Regions from separate parts of the Sus scrofa genome. Here all the other regions are linked to region 3. A link is a contact called in public targeted proximity ligation data. All regions are on one chromosome and are shown on one strand. The core of a region is the stretch at or near the end of the contact, and the rest is flanking DNA. Distances in the headings are between cores, read along the strand shown.

Region 1 (3,729 bases), core at 1,018-3,517, 220 kb after region 3:
ATGAATCTGTTTCTGTTGTGTAGGTAAGTTCATTTGTGTCATATTTGAGATTCCACATGTAAGTGGTATCATATGGTATTTGTCTTTCTCTTTCTGACTTAGTCCACTGAGTTTGGTAATCTCTAGTTGCATCCATAGTACTGCGAGTGGCGTTATTTCATTCTTTTTTATGGCTGAGTAATACTCCACTGTGTATGTATACCATGGCTTCTTTATGCATTCATCCATCGATGGACATTCAGGCTGCTTCCATGTCCTGGCTCTTGTGAAGTGTGCTGTGATGAAATAGGGGTGCCTGTGTCTTGTTGAATTATAGTTTTGTCTGGACAGATGCCCGGGAGTGGCATTGCTGGGTCATATGCTAAACTCTCTCCTCAGTTTTCTGTAGATGCACACCCTTTTTTGACCCTGGCCGGAGACCCCTCCTCCCTGGTTGAGCCCAGCCCCTGGTTTGGGACAGGCTTCTCTGAGAGGAGCAGGGTGACAGTCACAGTATTTGTAGCCTGCAGAAGCCAGCCCAAGGAGATACAGCCTGGACTGGTAGCCCAGGACCCCTGCTGGGCCAGGCGTCCATCCTGTAGCCTTGGGAAGTCTGGGGGGTTCCTGGGAGGCTCGGATGGTGGCACGTCAAGGAGGCTCAGCCCTTCAGGTCTTCACAAGCTGGCTCGGGAGAATTTAAACAGGTAGGAGTTCCCGCTGTGGCTCAGTGGGTTATGAAGCAAAAAAAAAAAAAAAAAGAAAAAAAATTAAGCTGTAACCATTGGCTGGCTTGGACCCCCTGTGCTACCTGTTGTCACCTGTGTGCCTGAGCCCCTGCCAGCCCTTCCGGGTAACAGGTGGCATCCCTTGTTGGGGACGGGACACAGGCATCTAGACTGGGGTGGGGCAGGAAGGGGCCTGGTGAGCAGGGGAGGCCCAAGCTCAGACCAATGCGAAGAATGTTCTAGTAGGTTGCATCACATCCCGTCCCCCCAAAAGATAGATGGACCGCCGAACCCTCCTCCCCCTCCCCCGCTGCCAGTGAGCGTGACTATTTGGCGACAGGGTCTTTGCAGAGATAATCAAGATGAAGTTATGAGGCTGAGCCCAATTCAGTGTGACGGTGTCAGGGTAAGAGGATGAGGCAGGGGAGTTCCTGTCGTGGCTCAGTGGTTAACGAATCCAACGAGGAACCATGAGGTTGCAGGTTCGATCCCTGGCCTCGCTCCATGGGTTAAGGATCCGGCATTGCTGTGAGCTGTGGTGTAGGTTGCACACACGGCTCGGATCCTGCATTGCTGTGGCTGTGGTGTAGGCTGGTGGCTACAGCTCCGATTCGACCCCTAGCCTGGGAACCTCCATATGCCACGGATGTGGCCCTAGAAAAGGCAAAAAGACCAAAAAAAAAGAGGATGAGGCAGAAACAGGGCAGGAACATGTGATGGGAGAGGCCGAGACCACTTGCTGCAGCTGAAAGCCCAGGAGCGCCCAGGGGCACCAGCCACCCCCACCAACTCGGGGGAGGGGGAGGGGCAGCCAGGGCAGGAGCCCCTGCAGGTTTCAGAGGGAGCAGGTCCTGCTGACTCCTGGAGTTGGACTCCTGGCCTTGGGACTGCCAGAGAGCGCCTTTCTGTGGTTGGAAGCTGCCCAGCCGTGGAGGGTGAGCTGGGCCGAGGTGCGAGCACGCACGCGTGCGCATGTGCGTCCCTGGGTGCTCTGGGAAGGCTCAGGTTCTCCAAATGATGTTTAAATGCCATCATCAAGCAGCCTGAGAGGAACCAGGGGGCAGGGCTGAGCTGCAGACAAAATAAAGGCCTGGTGGCGGCTATTTTCAGCCAGGCCCCCCGGCCAGCTCGCCAAGGCTCCTCCACCCTGCTCTGAAATATTGCCAGCTGGGCAGGTGTTGGGGTGGGTGGGCACGGAGAGAGCCCAGGTGGCCACTTGCCCACCTGCCCCCTGGCTCCCACCGAGGCCCTGCCGGGGTGAGGTGGGGGCAGCTTTCTTCCCCAGGAGTAGCAGCCACTGTGGCCCATGAGGGACCCCCCACCCTCTGGGGGTGTCAGACTTGGGGCCGGCTTTGTCTCCAGGATGCTGGCAGATCAGACGGGTGTGGACTCACCCAGCCAGGGAGAGGGTGAGAGGTGCTTAGCCTGGCCTGGCCTCTGTCCACCACTCCCAGTATCTCCCCTCTGGGCCAGCGGCAGTTCCGTCGCCACTGCTGTGCCACACACTGGTACAGGGCGTGGCACATCAGGACCTTCTGTTCAGCTCAGGCTCTTGCGGGTCAGGAAATTGGGGAGACGCCCAGTGGGGCGGTCCCCGGACTGAGATCACTCAGATGACCCCGGGGCGCTGACCCTGTGGTGCCCCCTGGTGATGCTGGCATAGGTGGGGAGCTGGGCACGTGTGGGTGGCCTCTCTGTGTGCCTGGGGCTTCCTTGCAACCTAGTGGCCCAGGCTCCTTGGACTCCTCAGCTGGCGACCTGCCTGCCCCTGAGGCTTGGACAGCCAGGTGGAGGCTGTGTGGCCTCTGGTGACCTGGCCTCGGACATGAGCTTTGGGTCAGGCAGTGCCCGGCCTGCCCGGGTTCAAAGGGAGGGGACTCACAGTCCATCTATGGATGGGGTGTGTTGGGAAGGGGCAGGTATGTTTCGAAGCTGTCAGTGGCCACAAACACCCCCGCCCCCTTGTTCCTGGGTTGGCTGGGTCCCGGTCTACCTTGCTGGCCACACTCCAGGCTCCTCCGAGTGGACGCTTGGGCCTATGGGTGGGGGAGGAGCTGGGTGAATGAGAGCTGGGAAAAGTGGGTCCCCAGAGGCGGGTCCCGCTGGAATCCCGTTGTACCAGTTTTCTGTGGCTGCCTGAACAAATGATCACAGAGTGAGCAGCTTAAGCCCAGAAATGTTTCTTCTCTCGCAATTCCAGAGGCCAGAGGTTCTACATCAAGGCTTGGCAGGGCCCTGCCCTCTCTGAGGGCCCGGGGGGGCTATTTCCCAGCTCCTGGGGGTGGCAGGGGCTCCTTGGCCCTTGCATGCATCACAGGACTGTCTTCTCAGTGTGTGTCCATGCAGAAGTTCCCCTGCCAGGAATCAACCCCAAGCACAGCAGTGACAATGCTGGGTCCTTAACCCACGGAGCCCCCAGGAAACTCCTCAATTTCCCAATTCTTTTTTTTTTTGGTTCCTGATTTTTAGGGTGACATATGGAAGTTCTCAGGCTAGGGGTCAAACTGGAGCTATAGCTACCAGCCTACACCACAGCCACAGCAACACGGGATCCGAGCTACATGTATGACTTAACACCACAACTCATGGCAATAGCTGGATCCTTAACCCACTGATCAAGCCCAGGGATCAGACCTGCATCCTCATGGATACTCACTGGATTCACTCCCACTGCACCAGAATGGGAACTCCAATTTCCAGTTTTTTTTTAGGGCCGCCCCTGCAGCATAGGGAAGTTCCCAGGCTGGGGGTCAAATTGGAGCTACAGCTACTCGCCTACACCACAGCCACAGCAACTCGGAATCTGAGCCACGTCTGCAACCTCCACCACAGCTCACAGCGACGCTGGATCCTTAGCCCACTGAGCGAGGCCAGGGATCGAACCTGCATCCTCATGGATACTAGTCAGGTTCACTAACTGCTGAGCCACAAAGGACACTCCAATTTCCCAGTTCTTCTATGAAGAAGGAAGAACTACGAACTCCAGTCCCTGGACGGGGTCACCAGAAAAATCCAGTGTGACCGC
Region 2 (3,738 bases), core at 1,227-3,726, 180 kb after region 3:
GAGCCTGGGGAGGCAGGTGCTGGCGGGGGGCACCCTCACCACTCACCGTTGTGTCCCCACCCTCAGCGTCCTTGTTTGAGGATACAGGGCTGATGCTGACTGGGATCCAAGCTGTGTGGTGCCCGGGCGTGTGGGCTCTGGGAGAGATGGTGCCTGTTTGGGAGCGGGGGTACCGGGCAGGGGTTGCGGCCGCTCTGCCCAGCACGCTCTCCCTCCTACTCTCTGCCCGCTTTTCTGGGATGTGGCGATGACAGCGTTGTCACTGTGTCTGGCTCTGCCCTCAAAGCTGCTCTCCGTCACCCTCATGTTTGTTCACTGGGCTGGGCCTGGGGAGTGGACCCCTCCCTGGCCCTCCTGTTCTGCTGGAGGGGCTTGGGTGGCCCGTTGGCTCCCTCCTGTGGCCGGGCCTGGGCTCCCAGACCCGTGTGGATTGTGGCACCCCTCAGCCCTGAGCCCTGACTTCCTGCAGTGGGGCACCAGCTTTGGGCATTGTGTGCACGGGAGCCTTCTCTAGGGTGAAGGCCGTCCCACGTCCCCAGGCCCTTCAGAAGGCCGAGCCCACGCACGCAGCAGCATTGGCTGACGGGCCACTTTGTCCTTTTGCTCCTCAGACTCCCCTCAACACAGGGGGTTGGTTGGACCTGGCGCCAGGTGCCAGCCCCTGCCCGAGCTCCTCTTTCTCAGTCTCCATTCCGTTCACGAGGCCCCTGTCTGCCACCCTTCGTCCTGCCTGCAGCCTGCTCCTCTCCTTGCACCCCTGCAGGGGCGGCCTCCCGCTGGGTGGGGAGCTCCCTCTGGGCTTTCGACTGCACACAGCTGCACTCCCTGGGGAGTGTGGCACTTTCTGCCAGCATCATCACTGTCTCACCTCCCCCGTAGGCGGAGGTTTTCAAGGGCCAGCGTGGGATAGCTCTTCTTTTCTCTGGGGGCCACGGTATTCGGGACCAGTCCTGAGGCTGGCGTTGGCTGCGTGGACTTCCTGGGCAGAAGCTACACCAGCCCCGCTGTCCCCTGTGTCCCAGGCCCTGGCACAGGCCGGGCCTTTGGTGGGAACCCACTGAGCGCCTGGTCTGGCCGAGGTGCTGAGTGTGTGAGCATGAGCGTGTGTGTGTGTGTGTGTGTGTGTGTGTGCAGCTGGGCCCCCCCTTTTGTGGGTCCCTGCCGCCAGCATCCTTCCAGCCCCTGCTCTGGGCCCCCTTTTCACCAGCACCCCCTTGGTGCCAGACTGTGTGCAGTCTCTGTTGGTCCCACCTCCCTGAAGCCCTCTGAGATTTGTGCCCTAAGCCTCAGTGTGGGGTGGGGAAGCGAGGCATTTGTGTCCCCAGCACAGTGGGGTCCCAGCTGCTTTTCTGCGAGGCGCCCAGCAGATGGCGCTGTGGCGCACAGTACCCAGCCCGCAGCATCTCAGCAAGCCTGCCTCCCACCCCCCGGGTCACAGAAAGAGAAGCTGCAGGTGTCACTTTTTTTGATTCGTTCTTGTTTCTCACCCTTTTCCCCCCCTCAAGTTCCGAGAATTAAGGAAGCACCTGCCCGCTCACCTGTGTGGCACTGAGGTCTTGTGCGTTCGCTGTGACTTAGCCAGTGAGGCTGGTGTGGCGTCTGCAGTCCTCTCCCCAGGAAGGTGTCGCCTCTTCCTGGGGTCACCACCTTCCTGCCAGTTCTCTCGTCTGCCCTGCGTGTGGATCCGTCTCAGTGGGTGGTGCTTGGCAGATCTGCAGCTCTGGCCCCTCTGGGAGCCCCTAGGCGGCACTGGCCCCAGGCAGGCCGCCTCAGTTTCCTCCCTCACAAGATGAGCTGGGACGGCCCCGGAGGTGGCCTTAGCCGTGGAGGTGTCGTGTGTACAGAGGCACCTTTTGTATTCTTTTTTTAATTTTCCGGATCTTGACTTTGCTCTTTCAAGTTTGAAACATGAGCCTCTAGACCCCGCTCTGACACCCTGTGGCAGTTGGCCCTGCGAGGTTTTGGAGCGGCTCTCGTCTGCCTCTTCCCTCACCTGGGGCCCTTCTGGTGGCCCAGCGCCGGCGGGTCCAAGGTTGGGGACAGCGCCTTGGAGCGCAGCGCCCCCTTGTGGCCGCTCCAGAGCGCAGGTGCAGCTGTCCTGCCTGCCTCCTGCTCTGGGAGGTGTTCCCCCACCCGCCTCCTGGCCTCCAGGACTCCCTGCCCAGCGAGCGGAGCCTCCTGTCTCCTCTGGAAACCCTGAGTCACCCTGTCCCGGCCAAGTTAATCCTGCCGACCGGTCGAGGGGTTTCTGGCCTGGTCCAGCTGCCACGTGGGCAGCTTCAGGAGCCGGAGCCAGGCTGTGTGGCCTCTCGTGGGCAGGGGGGTTGGGGCCCTGCCCAGGCGCTTTCAGAGCTGTCCTGGGTTTTTGACTCTCATTCCTGAAAGTTCCCTGCAAGGCCTCATGAACTCCGGGGTTGGGCGAGGGCAGTGTCCGCATTCGCTCTTCTTGGGGTGACACGTGATCCCTGCACCGTCAGATCGCATAACCTGCTCACCCCGTCCCCGCCCCCCGTCTCTTCGCTCACTGGCTCTGCGACTTGAGACTGTCACTTCCCTCTGTGAGCCCGGGTTGCTGTCTGTAGAACAGAATCCCTGCCTCCTGGCGCTCCTGCCCCCTTGCAGTGGCTCGTCGCTGGCTCTTGGTGCCTGTCCTGGTGATGGTACAGAGGTCCCCTGACCATTGCCTGGTGGCCATGCCTTCTCCCTTTTGGCAGATGTGGCAGCCCAGCCTTGTAAGGTTGGGCCTGTCCCGCCATCCCTGGGGGAAAAGGCCCAGTAGGGGTGGAGGCTGGTGGCCATGCTGCCACCCTCTGCTGCCTCTGGAAGGAGCCCGTAGCTCCCTGTCCGAGGGCAGAGGCAGCAGGATGTGGGCAGGAAAGGCGCTTGTCCTGACGCCTCCCTGTGCGAGCCATCCGAGGTGAGGGCACGCTGCTTCTGGTGTGGGCGAGCGCTCTCCACAAGGCCGGTGCCCCGGGACCTTGTCTGCGCTGGGCCCCGCGTGTTGACTTGTCACTGATGCGTGGGTCTGTCAGCCTGAGGGCCCCTGGTCAGAGCGGTGCAGTCCCGTCTCTCAGTGCTGGTGCGGGAGCAGGCCTGGTCCTCCATCCCCCGGGCCAGCTTCCACTGGTCGGGGTCTCTTGTCTGCCAGAGGCCTGTGTGGCAGTTCCCTCCCCTGAGCCTTCCTCGACTGTTTCCGGCCTGGCTCATGCTGGCAAGGCGCATGGGCCTGCGGGGCTGGCAGGCGGCGGCAGACCTGGCAGAGCCACGCCGAGCGGGAGGAAGGGCCCACCTGCCCCTGGGCCCCAGGCTTCCAGGTGGAGCCACACTGGCAGCTTCGAAACAGAAAGTGGATTTCATTTTATTTTATTTTATTGTGCTTTTGTTTTTTGTTTTTGTTTTTTTTTAGAGCTGCACCCTTGGCATATGGAGGTTCCCAGTCTAGGGGTCAAATTGGAGCTACAGCTGCTGGCCTACACCACAGCCACTGCAATGCAGGATCTGAGCCATGTCTTCGACCTACACCACAGGTTACGGCAATGCTGGATCCTTAACCCCCTGAGCAGGGCCAGGGATCAAACCCGCATCCTCATGGATTCTATTTGGATTTGTTTCCACTGAGCCAGGATGGGAACCCTTGAAGGTGGATTTTAAAATACAGAGTTAGGGAGTTCTCACTGTGGTGCAATGGGCTCGGTGGCGTCTCTGGTGTGCTGGGATGCAGGTTCGATCCCTGGCGTG
Region 3 (4,092 bases), core at 990-3,489:
CCTGTGTCCTTATTATGCAAGGAAATGAAGTGAAGCCTGTTCCTTGCATGTGAGCTGATTGGAACCATGTTTTCTGGGGCACCTCTGCTTAAATCTTTCAGTGGAACAGCCTTGTTTTATAAAAGGTACATTTCCACAAAAATGAGGCTTGATGCTATTCATAAATAAACACATGCCTTTGCAGGCCAGGCAAAGGAGGAATGCGTCGGGGAGCAGTTTGGCCAGGGTTTTGCTTTTTCCTCGCTGAATGCCTGGCGTGCACTGTCCATCCAAGGGTGGCTGAGGGGAGAACACTCTCTTGCTGCCAAAACCACAACAAATGACAACTTTCCGTTCTGTCATCTCTCAGCTCCACTGCTGGGCAGGCAATTCATTTTTCTACCATAAAAGGGCAACGAAGCCGTGTCAGCCGTAGTGCCTTCTGCACTGCAGTGAGAAAGCAGAAGATGCGCGAGGAGAAGGGCGCGCTGCGGGGAGCGCCGCAGCTTGCTGGCCGGGCCCCCACCGCCGCTCGGGCCCGGCTGTGGGGCGGCAGCATCGGTCAGAGGGAGCAGGGCATGGAAGGTGTGCCCGCCAGCTGGGTAGTGTGAGCTCAGACAGGCTGGGTACCACCGGCGGCTCGTGCCCATCTAGTGGGACACAAGTCTGCGGTCCAAACCCTGTTACAGCAGAACTGCACCGGGCCTGCCCGGGTGGTTCTGTGTTATCGGCGTTTGGTTCTTTCCAGTTTGTACTTGTAGGTGCTGGATTTGTAAGGGGGGTGGCGTGGGGTCATATCACCCAGACACCTTCACTCTGCAGATGAAGAAATGGGCTGTGTGCCAGGTTCATACAGCTTGAGCAAGCTCTTGAACTTCCGTCTGTGGCTTGTATATGAACTCTGGGTTCTCTAACCTGTGTGTGTTCTCAGTGGCCCATTAGTTTACAGTCTGACTCAGTTTAAGGTGAGTCACAGAAATCTTGACTAATAGAAATACAGTTCTTAATTGGTAGGTTTGTGTCTAATTAAGTCAACCAGGGTCTTTTAGAAAATACCTGTTTGTTGTAGTGTTACCTATAAGATTCCTGGGTCCTTTAGGTGATTTTAAATAAATGTGCAAAGTCAACAAAGGAGGAGGTAGAAAGCAAACACTTAGCAATTTTGACAGCTTATAGAGCACTTTGGAGATGGTGGCTGCATGTTTCCTGCCCCCTGTAACCTGGCGAAGGAGCCAGGGTCCCAACTCAATACAGATTGACCCGCAGCACAGAGAACGCTGTTTTAAGAGGAGCCCTAAGCCAGAACACTGCCTCCCACGCAGACCAGACGGCTGCTCTGGGCCTCTGCCTTCTCTGTGGGGAGTGGCTGCTGGCCTGGAGAGAGCAGGGTCTCAGAGTGAGCCAGAAACAGTGCCTACGTCTTTTCACCTGGATCCCTTGAAGATTTTTCCCTTAAAGAAGAACTGAGATTTGCTTTGTCGTTTAAACTTACCTTAGCTCTAACTGCACGTCTGATTTCATAGCAAATGCTGGAACTGAACTGTGCACATTCCTAAGGGGATAAAAATCGCTTCCAGGAATCTTGCTGATCTGGAAATTTGGGAGGAAAGCAAGGGTTTTCAAGGTTAAATTTTATTAGCCAGATAGTGCTGGTGGTCAGAGTAGATTCTGAGCTCATTGGCTCAGAATCAAACATTAACTCAGAAGTCATTCCTGAAAGAGAATATCACTGAGATGGCAGAAACAAGCTCAGTGTGAGTGATTCAGTGCTGCATACCTAGACCTTGTTGGAAAGTGTCAGACTAGTTTAAAACCCTAGCGTCGATCCAGCAGATAAAGCAGTTGAGGAGTCAGTCCTCAAGTGGAAATGTACGTAAGTCTTTTTGAGTATGATCTTCCTTCTTTTCTCAGTAGCGCGAAGCTGAATATCTTACTAATCTACCAAGGAGGTAGTTGGTCTATTTTTTCCTTGGTCCTTCTCAAGACCTTCGCTGCCCTTGGAGTAAGCAGAACGGTGCCCCAGAGATTTCAGCTCCACCGTGAACCCCACACATTCTTTCCTTGTGGAAACCTTGGGAGCCCTTGTTTTTTGCCAGAAGCATGAAGTCAGTTTCATCTTCCAAAACGATTATTAATTCTTATTAAGTGTAATTTTTATAAGGCTAATTCCTCAAGCAAATAGCATTTCTTTCTTGGACTCAGTCTCCTTCCCCATCCATCACTGTCTACACATGCCTGGGCGTCCTGGCCACGTGGTGGCCAGCTTAGAGACATCAGCCTGCTTGCTTCCTAATTTGGTCAGAGCATGCTTCAGGCAGCCTTGCCTAACTTAGAAAAACACAAAACACAGGGAGCAGCTTTGATACAGCAAAGGGGAATTTCCTTTTATCAAAAGACCTACAGTTCGCCTTTAACTTCCTCAGAAAAGAGGAAGTGACACTTTGGGAGGTTATAGCGTGCCCTGAAGTTCCTTCTTTAAGCCTACTTTTTCATGCCAGCTTTTTCTAGCTTCCTGCTCTTTCCTCCTCATCCTTCTTAGTGCCTCACAGCAATACAGTTTAATGTCATTCTTAAGGATACCCATTTTCTACTTGAATGTTCATCAGTAAGGCACAGGGGGACACACGTGCCTCTAAACAGTGGCATACACAGGGTTGGCAAGCTTTTTTTTTTTTTTTTAAATGAAAGGCAAGGTAATAAATACTTGAGGCTTTTTGAACTGTATAGTCTCTGTCCCAGCTGCTCAGCTGCTCAGCTTTGCCTTTGTAGCAGGTAACTGTAGGCAGTGTGAACAAATGAATGCGGCTATGATCCAGCTAAGATTGTACTTACAGAAAGAAGCGGCAGACCAGATTGGCCTCCTGAGCCAGTACACCACAGCATGAAGAATGACACGAGTCCAGTTGTGCCCATCAAACAAAGCGAGGTGTAGAAGAGTGGGTATTTACAAGATGTAGGCTTGTGTTTGGGTCTCAATGAGGGGAGGAGGAGGAGATGCGTGCCGACGTGTACCTAAAATGTGCACGGAAGGATGGAGAAGAGCTTGGTTGCAGGGCATTGCTTTGAGGGAGGCTTACTCTGAGGGTAAGGCGGGGACAAGGGGGATACTGTGCGTGTAGTACTTTTCCAGTTAAAAAAATAAGTACCCATTTTCATCAGCCCAGTCATCTCTGAACTTTTAAAACAAAAGAATTTTGTTTTTAGGAAACTTGAAAAGATTGATAGACGTAAGATTTTTAAAACATGCTTGTGTATTGTAGCCCTTTTTCTTGGATCCCTCTGAGGGCTGACTTGACCACCCTCAAAAGGAGTGCTTTGCCTCGGGTTGTAGGTGACATGATGAAATTTTGCGGTGCGTGGAAAGTGCTGGAACTCTGGCAGCTCTGCCCTTCTTCTAGCTGGCCTTTCTGCAGGAGTCCCATCTCTCGCACAGTGTGCAGCCAGTGAGAAAACCTTGGCCCAGAAGTCAGAGCCCCGTGGGAATAAAGGCAGCTTTCAGTAATTATGATTCAAGACTGCTCCAACTGCTTCCTTTTCCCACAGAGACGATTTCTGACTAACAAGTAAGGATGGGTTCTGATTCACCCAAGCTTTTCTATGACCAGCTCTTCAAATGTCTGGTTTAGGTTGTGAAACCAGCAGGTAAAGTTGCTACTTTCCTAGTATGTAAAGCAGTTCACTTTTGGCTCTCAAGGGACAGGTGAAAGCTTGTCTGCTTAGGAGCTGATCTAGATATAAACAGCTCCGGAGTCACAGATGGCCGGCGACCTTGCTTTGTAGCCCTCTCCCCTGCCTCCCAAGCAATTACTTTTCAAATAGCCATACGAATCCTTTTCCAGGCCTAAAGTGCAGGCTTATTTGCTATCATTCCGTTCTAATACAAAGCCCTGTGTTGGAGTGTCAGATACTGTACCTTTTGAAATCCCCCTTGGAAACACAGTGGGATGGAGATTTGCAGAGATGGGGAGGCAGTTGTGACAGTGTAGTCTGTGTCTTGTGCTGAAGGAATGCCCGGCTGCCAGACCCGGACCTTTCTGCATCACTTGTCTTGAGTTCCCTGTAAAAGCTAAAGTGGGAAGGTATTAGTTCTGCTGAACAAGCAGGCATTGCCTT

The links.
Region 1: a contact with region 3 is called in a targeted proximity ligation map of alveolar macrophages. A contact is called at or near these places in 2 of 47 Hi-C or Micro-C datasets (embryonic fibroblasts and fibroblasts) and 2 of 2 datasets of targeted methods (alveolar macrophages and skeletal muscle).
Region 2: a contact with region 3 is called in a targeted proximity ligation map of skeletal muscle, with 4 times the contacts expected there. A contact is called at or near these places in 6 of 47 Hi-C or Micro-C datasets (embryonic fibroblasts, heart right ventricle, mesenteric adipose tissue and 3 more) and 2 of 2 datasets of targeted methods (alveolar macrophages and skeletal muscle).

Annotation. Positions count from the first base shown.
Region 1 is chr3:4,014,404-4,018,132 of Sscrofa11.1, reverse strand. No RefSeq gene overlaps it. Among named protein-coding and RNA genes, the nearest start is that of TNRC18, 20 kb to the right of the region's middle.
Region 2 is chr3:4,054,524-4,058,261 of Sscrofa11.1, reverse strand. The region is part of intron 4 of FBXL18 (F-box/LRR-repeat protein 18); the gene reads left to right. Among named protein-coding and RNA genes, the nearest start is that of FBXL18, 18 kb to the left of the region's middle.
Region 3 is chr3:4,232,823-4,236,914 of Sscrofa11.1, reverse strand. The region is part of intron 13 of RNF216 (E3 ubiquitin-protein ligase RNF216); the gene reads left to right. LOC106509622 (a long non-coding RNA gene) reads right to left here. Exons shown (of 4, transcript XR_002342210.1): 1 at 3,893-4,092; 2 at 2,812-2,991; 3 at 1,472-1,569. Among named protein-coding and RNA genes, the nearest start is that of RNF216, 95 kb to the left of the region's middle.